Linked DNA regions of Capra hircus: region 2 is linked to region 1. Evidence: chromatin contacts called from public Hi-C data. All regions are on one chromosome and are shown on one strand. Each heading gives the region's core, a stretch centred on a gene start, on an enhancer-like site or on the middle of the called end of the contact. The rest is flanking DNA. Distances are from core to core; before and after follow the strand shown.

Region 1 (4,834 bases), core at 699-3,198:
TAACCCAGTATATCCAATACTTTTACTTTAATATATAATCAATATAGAAAATGCCAATGATATGTTTTATACTTTTACAGGAAGTCTTCAGAGTCTGATGTGTATTTGACACTAACAAAGCTTCTGGTTTTGGACTAGATACATTTCAAAAGCTCAGTAGCCAAGTGTGACTTATGGCACCATATTGGACAATAGGGATTCATGTCATAGTCCCAAGTTTGCTGTTCAATATGTTCCACTCTGCTTGATCAATACTAAATAGATAACTTGGGAATGATCAGTTAATTAGCTTACAGGTCATTACAGATAAGTGCTCAACGGCAGAAGTCTCTTGAAGGCACTGTATGCTGGTTACGAATATGTCTTTATAGTATATTTCCTTTGACTCAAATCTGGAAAAGGAAAGCAGAATGTAAAAGAAAAAGCAAACAGCTTTCTTAAAATATTAGGGCTAACAAGGGTGGTAAATTTGATTAATTTTAGAAATATTCAGTGCTTTCTCTATACTTCCAAGAAAGACTGTACCTCTCTGTTCTGTTATCAGTTTGGTCATGTGACTTGGGATTTAGCACTCATGACGGAGTACAGGCTTGAACAGTGGTTGCACAGTTGGGCTCTCACACATGGGATAAGCTCCTGGTTCAGGAGCTGGATGTCAGACACGTAGTACAGAGCTACCCCAGCTGATTCACCCAGTCAGGCCCAAGTCAATACACAAATGCCAGAGATACCTAAAGTTTTGTATGCTTCTGAAATTTGGTGGTCGTTTGTCAGGCAGCATTATTGTGGCAATAACTAGCTGATAACTGTCAATTGAGGATTAGTCAAACAAAAGGTGTACTCTGAAATGATATTATAGGTCATTGTGCAAACAGGCAACTGTATAAGCTTTTGCTGTGGCAACAAAAACTCGTTTTTTCAATGACTTAAAACGGGCAGCATTTCTTTACTTCTCACTCCTGAGTTTGCAGGTAGGCTGTGCCAGTTCCCCTACAGGCTGCAGGTAGGCAGATATCTGATTCTTGTGCATTTTCACACTGAAGGAAGAACCACTATCTGGGACAGACAGCAGGAGCACAAGAATCAGCCAAAACAAGCGTGCGTGTTTATGCCTTTGCACAGCCAGGAGTATCTACCTCCGCTCTCACATTCTCATCCCAATAAACCAAAGCAAGTCATTCCATCACTCATGGGACAAGAATATCCATTTTCCAGGGGCAAGCTGGGAGTGTGACAAAGGGAATGAATATTTTCTGAGCAATAGAACAATCTCCCAACAAAAGTCATATAACCATTTAGTTTACAGCCTTTCATGAAGAGTTTGATAACCATAAATGATACATTATGGTGCACATTATTCCCTAAATAATGATATTGATATCTAATACAGCTTTCTGAGATCTTCACTAAAGTGCAGCTAGTCTCAGAAACTCTCTTAGAGTGACATGCACGTAGAAGAAAAAGAATGAGTGAAAGCTGCAGACACACAGTAAAAAGAGCTAGGCATCATTGGAATGAATGCTTATCATTTTCTATATCCTGAGTCCAGTTGGAAGAACAAGCTTGCTTTCTGATATATAGCAGGGACATGTGGACAGGGAAAACTGTCATATCATACCCTGAAAGCTGTTGTCATCTTATTATGTGTACAGTGACTTTTTTGTGGAAAAATGACATCAGCTCTGTTGTTTACAGTGACTTGCACTCATCCGTCCTGATGCAACCTATGGCCTCCTCTTTGAGGCAAGAACAGCTGCTGCACAGGAGCCATCAGCCCAGTAGGCTCACCTGTCATGTTCCTCGTGCCAGGGACCCTGTGGGAAAGGCGCGGCCGAGGGACAGGGGGAGAAAAATTTATTTAGGAAGTAGGAGAGAATCCAGGAGAGTGATGACTAATACGATCCTCTGAACACGAAACCACATTTGTACTTCCCACAAACATGACTCAGTGTTTCATCCAGCATAGCTGCTTACTGTGGTGTTGCCTCTAAGCTGAGCTTTGCTGCTGCTAAGTTGCTTCAGTCATGTCCGACTTTGTGCGACCCCATAGACAGCAGCCCACCAGGCTCCCCTGTCCCTTGGATTCTCCAGGCAAGAACACTGGAGTGGGGTGCCATTACCTTCTCCAATGCATGAAAGTAGAAAGTGAAAGTGAAGTCGCTCAGTGTGTCTGACTCTTAGCAACTCCATGGACTGCAGCCTACAAGGCTCCTCCGTCCATGGGATTTTCCAGGCAAGAATACTGGAGTGGGGTGCCATTGCCTTCTCCAAGTTGAGTTTTAGTGGTAATTTTAAAAAGTTCTCCTATTTTATTTGGCATTTTAGTCAGATGTAATGATATTAAAACTACAGGATATAACTTTAACAGTGTCCTAAATTAGGATGTACAGCCTATTTTCCTGTTTTATGAGTATGTTTTCATTAATGAAAAAAATAATTTGAGAAAGGAATACAAAATTCCTCTTTACATTTCTAGGTCTTCCACTGTAGCAACTCTGTTTTAATCGTCTAAAAAAGACTTTGTGGTTTACAAGATTGATGAACATGGAACTTAGCACCAGAAACTACTATTATCTCCAAATGTATTCAATATTTTGACCCTCTTGCATCACTGTTTTGAGAAAGAGATCTTCAAATAAAACATGTGATATTATATGTATTTTCATCATTATAATAACTAATTTAGTTGTCAATGTATTTATTTAGAATGAAGTGAAGTGTTTTTAATATATGTATGCGTTACTTCTTTATGAAAGAGCTTCCTTTGAGATACTTTGGGTAAAGTAGGTATTTTGACTTGGGAAACTGGTAATGACATCATCTCAGTGCATGTGTATCTTGTGAATTTAAAGAAAATAAGAAGAGTTTTGAGATTGATCTACTGATTCATTTGTTTTCTTTGATTATGGTAAAAACAACTAAAATAAGATCTACACATTTAATAGCTGTTTAAGGGCATGGTGCAGTCTTGTTAACCACAGGCACAGTGTTGCACAGTGGATGGCTAGGGCTCATTCATCTTGCATAACTGATATTTTATATCCATCGAACAGTAACAACCCATTCCCCCTCCTCCATTCCCTGGCAGCTGCTATGCTACTCTGCTTCTCACATAAGTGGAATCATAAAATACTCATCCTGTGTTTGGCTTATGTCTCTTAGCACAAGGTCCTCTAGGTCCATTCATGTTGTCACACGTGGTAGAATTTCTTTCCTTTCTAAGACAGAGGAATTTTTCATCATCTGTATCTCATCTTTTTATCCATAGTCAATCATGGAAACAGCTTATATCTATCAACAGATAAATGGATGAAAATTATATTCATCTATTTATGTAGAAATTATCATTGGAATATCAGATGATGCTATTGCTTTCAACAGGAATGAAAAATGAGAACCACGCCTATCAGAATCCCCAAATTCTGAATAACTGTGATTCCAGAAGCCTGGCCCTCCTCTGAGCTTGCTTTTATTCCCTTAAAGGACTCTGCAGCCATGTCCCAGTCTTGGCTGCTAATGGCATGACTCACCCAGAGAACACACCTGCTCCTTCTGGATTTGAGTCAGGAAATATTGGACATTCTTTTTGGGATTTATATTTATAGGAAATGAAAACTGTCAAAGCAGGACTGTTGATTAGCAACAGAACATGAATCTCCCAGAAAACAAGTTTAAAAGTAGAGTTCCTCAGTCTTCTCTTCCTCTTGAAATCAGAACAGCTTCATTTCCCGTCAGTCCAACAAACACCTCCATGATGTAGAGAGATGCTCTTTGGCATACTGCTCAATGTCGTTATTTTTTTTTCTCTGCTTGAAAGTGAGACTGAAAGTTGCTCAGTCTTGTCCGATTCTTTGCGACTCCATGGACTATCCAATCTATGGAATTCTCCAAGCCAGAATACTGTAGTGGGTAGCCTTTCCCTTTTCCAGGGGATCTTCCCAACTCAGGGATTGAACACAGGTCTCCAGCATTGCAGGCAGACTCTTTACCAGTGAGCCACGATTTCTCTGCTTAATATGTGTCTATCTCTGTTCAGCCACAGAGCTACTAGAGAAAATTTTGTTTGACAATAGAAATACCAGTGTGAATGTTTTTGACTTTCTTCTTCTCTTCTCATTTTGGGCTCTGTGACTTTGTACAAACTTAAGATCTCAGCTACCATTTCATCATTCAAATTGCTTACTAGATATAACCATTCAGTTTTAGCATAGTCACAAAATTCCAAAACGTCACTCATCTTTTCATTTCTTTAAACTTGCTTCTTTTTCTGGAGTCTCTGGCTATACGAGCACTATTCATTTCAGTTAGACTTTTTGTCATCCCCTCCCCCTCTTTTTCCACATTCTCACTAGTTAACTCTTTCATCTGGATCATCTGATGAAGTCTTTGGAACTGTTCCTCCAACAACCCTTTGTAGCAGAACCTGATTTCACACTGCCAAAATATTTGGGGCTTCCTTCCTGTTTCAGGCTGCAGGAATGCTCCAAAGCCAAGCCAAAGACTTTTCTGCCCTTCCACTGGTAACCCAGTCTCCATGACACACTCCAGCAGTGGGTAGCCCAGGACTGTACAAATACCCTGGCTCCCTCATTTCAAGGTGTGTGTTCCTCATCACTTCCAGGCTCCCTGCAGAATTCACTCCAGGTGCTTTGTGGGTAGCTGGTTTTATTATACACCTTTTCTTCAGTTGCTTTCCTTCACTTTTCTCCATCATTTCTCACCCCATGCCCTATATTATCTGCACTCTTGGAGGTGCATCTGCCTTCCCTCAGCCTTATGAAATGCTAGGGATGCATTCTGCTGTATCTAAAAGTTCACATTTTCAAGAAGTTTT
Region 2 (4,834 bases), core at 1,569-4,068, 630 kb before region 1:
AATACCTTAAAAATATGAGTGAAGTAGATAGCCCCAGGGGGGTGTCAATCAGGCCTCTTCTTAGGGCTGGCTCAGTACCAACTGGAAATGCTGTCTCCTGTCCCCCCTCCCCTCCTCTGGGGTCCAGGTGTGAGGCCTGGTGTGTAGGGAGATTTCCAGTGTGTAAAATGGGGAGGGGGAAATAAACTCTAAGATGTCAAATAAGGCTCATTTTTGCAATGATACATTTTCTGGGGACCTGAAACTAGTACATTAAAAAATATTTGATACTTTTAAAAGCAATATCTATGTTTCAATCACTTAAAAATAAATATATTTTATCCAATCAAGGCACACCATCATTTTGTATACCACCAACAAATAAGGGGCTTCCCCGGTGGCTCAGTGATAAAACAATCCACCTGACAATGCAGGAGACGCAGGAGATGTGGGTTCGATCCCTGAGTCAGGCAGATCCCCTGGAGGAGGAAATGGCAACCCACTCCAGTATTCTTGCCTGAGAAAATTCCATGGGCAGAGGAGCCTGGTGGGCTACCGTTAGTTCATAGGGTCACAAAGAGTTGTACACATCTGAGCAACTGAGCATGCCGTGGGCAGTAAAGAAAGAAAGGACATGGCAGCAAAGGAAAGCCACAGGATGCCAGCAATGAGGAGAGAGCAATTAGAAAACAATGCAATGGCTACCGGGAGTGGGGGCGTGTGAGGGGAAGGGATAGGTTGGGAGGCTAGGATTGACCTATACGTGCTACTACATAAAACAGATGACTAATAAGAACTTCTTGCGTAGAACAGAGAACTCTACTTAATACTCTGCTATGACCTACATGGGAAAAGAGTCTAAAAAAGAGTGGATGTGTGGTGTATATGTATAACTGACTCACTGTTGTGTACACCTGTAACGCTGAAAATCAACTGCCCTTCAGTGGGGGAAAAAAAAAAAAGACACCTCGGATTTCAAGGATGTTAGGTGAGCAAACAATTGGCATCTGGGAAGTGTTCCGCTTTCTCAGCTGTCCTCTGCCAGCTGGCCACCGGGGGGCGCAAGAAGCCGGTGCACTCCGTTGTCTTCCTTATTTCCTGTCTTGCCGCAGAGTCGGGACTCCCAGCACACCCAACAGCCCCTGCACCCGCTAGCTGTCCTGCCCAGTCTCAAAAACCTCACCTAGTAAGGGTTAAGGCGGGGTGGCGGAGAGAGAATGCACCTCAGTGCACATAGAGAGATGCAGGCACCAAAAATTATAAGCTCAGTGAGCAAACTTTCTGGAAGTGTCAACTTCCCTGGTGGCTCAGATAGTAAAGAATCTGCCTGCAATGCGGGAGACCCAGTTTCCATCCCTGGGTCGGGAAGATCCCCTGGAGGAGGGCATGACAACCCACTCTGGTATCCTTGCCTGGAGAATCCCATGGAGAGAGGAGTCTGGCTGTAGAGTCCACGGGGTTGCAAAGAGTCGGACACCACTGAGTAACTAACATTAATTACACAGGTCCAAAATGGCCCCGGCCAAGCAATGTCTATTAAACGCTCTCAAGCTCTCATTTAGTATTATTTCTCTATTCCTGGAAAACAAGCTTTTAATACATGCATACTTAGGTCAAAATTTTTCAAAATAGCTTGCCAAATATAGGCTTTTCTTCCGTCACTACTGGATTGGAGTCTCCTTTTGTCTTCATCTGGGTTTTGCAGTTTTTGACTTCCGTTAATATGTAGCTTAGATGGGGCTCAGCTGACTCTACCTGGGCCCCTCCTTGATCAGAGGGCCCGAGGCCAAGTCCCCATAGTATGTCAATGGAAGTGCGGAGGAGAGGTGCTCAGGAACTTTCCCGTCGGCCTGTAGATGGCGCCCCGGGAAAGGGATTCCAAGCGTAGTTCCCAAAGTTCTTGGGGTCCCCACCCGGCTGCGAAAAAGGTGCAGCAGGCAGGTGTTCCTTCCAACTTCCACGGCTGCTCCGCACGTGCGCTAGAACCTTTTGGGGCGGGATGTCATGCAAACGTGTGGTGGGTGCAGCGGGGCCGGTGCAGGGGGCGCGCATTGAAGAGCGCAGGAGCCCCACGCGGCGGCGACCCACCACGCGCCGAGCAGCCCGGCGACCCCCACGCGCGGCGGGGCTCTCCCACCCCACCCAGCGGCAGGTGGACAGTGTCGCTATGAAGAGAAAGCTTCAATTGTCCCTCCTACAAACCGCCACACGCCAGACCTCTGCTATTGTGCACCCAGCATAGAAATGCAAACGAGCCGCGTGTTCCGGCCGCAATCTGCCTGCGCGCCCTGGCGCCCCGCAGCGCTTAGTAGCCGGCCGGGAGATTGGCTAGACTTTCCAGCGCGACCGGGTCCGGGTCTTGATTGTGCTAGAAGAACCTCGCGCTCGGGGCTCTGGTGTCAGCTGGAGAGGGCTGCTTTCAGGCCTTTAGCTAGCTTAGCCAGCGCAGCCTGTTTTTAAAGTTCCGGTTTAGAAGAAATGGTTTCAGAAACTCCAAATTAAAAGTGAAGAAAAAAATAGAAAAGGTAGCAAGAAAAATAAATGCAAAAAAAAATATTCGTTAGATTTCCCCAAAGGTGCATTTCACAAATTGCAGCGTACTGTTAACAAGTGAGGGTTTTTTCCCCCCATAACTTTTTCCTTTTAAGGACTTAAAAAAAAAAAAAAAAGGCGAGATGAAATCTGCAGGCTCCAGTCTGCCTGGTAACACCCCGACAAAAGCGGCAGATTTGAGGCATTGTCATCCCCCGCACCCCTCCCCACGTGGCCTTCTGGCACGAGCCGCGGGCAGCCGCCTCATTTGCATCAGAAAGCAGGCGCGGGCCAATGGGCTCGCAGGCTCGCGCCAGCTGGCGGCGCCACCCGGCTCAGCCTATATAAGGGCGCAAGGCGGCGCTCGGGCTTACTCGCCGGCAGTGGGCTCACCGGGCTTGCTCGTAGACTTTCCTTCTTCGCTCGCGTCTGCTCCGCCTTCTGTTCTTGTGGATAACTTGCTGCTCGCAGATCGCAATATGACTCTGGAAGAAGTTCGTGGCCAGGACACGGTTCCAGAAAGCACAGCCAGGTAGGTCGGCGCCTAACTCCGGACGTCTCGGGGCGCGCGGGGACCCTCGTCCTGCCCTGGCCGCGCTGGTTAGGCGATAGTCTTTGGGGCCCGCCTGGGTGGAAACCGGCTGGGTTGGGAACCCGCTGGGTGGAAGCCGGGCGCGAGTGTGCCGGCTGGGCCGAAGGTGCGGCCGCCTGGGCTGGCGCGCCGGGCTGGGGCCCTGGGGGTGCGTCTCCGGGTCCAGGGATCTCAGGGCACCCTCCGGCTCACCGTGCTGGCTTGTCCGCAGGATGCAGGGCGCCGGGAAAGCGTTGCACGAGCTGCTGTTGTCTGCGCAGCGCCAAGGCTGCCTCACGGCCGGCGTCTACGAGTCAGCCAAAGTCCTGAACGTGTGAGTATCAAACGCGGCCCGTGGGAGGAGCGGCAGGGAGACCGGGGAGACGGTGGCTGGGGGCGCCCCTGGCTCCTCGACCTGATCTCACCACCTCTTGCTCGCCCGCGTAGGGACCCCGACAATGTGACCTTCTGCGTGCTTGCCGCTGACGAGGAGGACGAGGGCGATATCGCGCTGCAGATCCACTTCACTTTGATCCAAGCGTTCTGCTGTGAGAACGACATAGACATCGTCCGCGTGGGCGACGTGCAGCGGCTGGCGGCGATCGTGGGTACCGGCGACGAGTCGGGGGCACCTGGAGACCTGCACTGTATCCTCATTTCGGTGAGTGTCGCCTCCGTGCCGATGTGATCCCTGCCCCCTCGCTCCCCCGTCAGCAGCCAGTGCCCAGCCAGGCTGACCTCTGCGTTCTCTCTGCAGAACCCCAATGAGGACGCATGGAAGGACCCCGCCTTGGAGAAGCTTAGCCTGTTCTGCGAGGAGAGCCGCAGCGTCAACGACTGGGTGCCCAATATTACCCTTCCCGAGTGACAGCCCCGTGGGGATCCTTGGTTTGATCGACGTGGTGACGCCCCGGGGCGCCTAGCGCGGGGCTGGCTCTGTGGATGCGCCCTCGGAGGGCGCCGGAGTGCGGCGTGGAGACTGGCAGGCGGGGGCGCGTGGAGAGCGGCGAGGAGGTGCGGTCCCCTCCCGAGGAGGGGCCCGGCGGCGACAGGGGCAGGCTGGCCCCAACCCAGGACTCTACAAGTGTGGGGAGCGGCTGCTCGCCCAGGAAGGCCGGAGGCGGGACCTTGGCCGCGCGGCCGGGAAGGACAGACTGGCCGGGCAGGCGTGACTCAGCAGCCTGTACTCCCGGCAGAAAGGAGGGGAAAGGCAAGTCCAGGCGGCTTGGACTTGTACGGTTACAGGAGCTCTGACGGACTTGAGCAGTATGCATTGCTGTTTTCAAAACGGATACGGGCGATGCTTCATTTTCTAAAGGATTATGCTGCTGCAGCTTTGAGTTTTACAATAAACTTAACTGAAACAAACGTACTCTCTTTTTTGAGGGCAGGGTATCTTTGTCTGCGGGGGAGGTGGTCAGCGGGACTGCTGCTGATTTCTGATATTTACGGAACTCCATGGCACCTGTTCCATCTTCCTGTTGGCGCTGAATGGCAGGCTCCTGGGGTGCTGGAAGTGGGGGAGGGGACGCTGGCTGGGTGTTAGGGCAGAACTTGAGCCCTGCTCCTATTTCTCTCCCTTCAGGAAAATTTTTAAACTTGCAAGACAGGAGCATACTTGGGATAAGACATCAGTGCAGCAGCTGGCCATCCAACCTGATAGCAGAGACCTTTCCCTCCCCTCCCCCTTCTTTCCTCTCCACACCCTCCCTTCTAACAGCTGCTTATGGGAACAGCTTGCAGGATGCAGGC

Evidence for each region. Hi-C and Micro-C count contacts between places; a contact is called where the count stands out from the background.
Region 2: a contact with region 1 is called in a Hi-C map of liver, with 12 times the contacts expected there. The contact joins the promoter of GADD45G here to the enhancer-like site in region 1. A contact is called at or near these places in 3 of 5 Hi-C or Micro-C datasets (blood and liver).

The regions. Positions count from the first base shown.
Region 1 is chr8:87,641,150-87,645,983 of ARS1.2, reverse strand. No RefSeq gene overlaps it. Among named protein-coding and RNA genes, the nearest start is that of GADD45G, 630 kb to the left of the region's middle. Within about 2 kb of position 1,948, at least 2 of the 5 cell types and tissues checked have an H3K27ac peak or open chromatin away from gene starts, as enhancers often do.
Region 2 is chr8:88,267,512-88,272,345 of ARS1.2, reverse strand. It overlaps GADD45G (growth arrest and DNA damage-inducible protein GADD45 gamma), which reads left to right and starts at 2,818. Exons shown (of 4, transcript XM_018052512.1): 1 at 2,818-3,043; 2 at 3,315-3,416; 3 at 3,530-3,743; 4 at 3,840-4,450. The coding sequence starts at 2,991. The coding sequence ends at 3,950.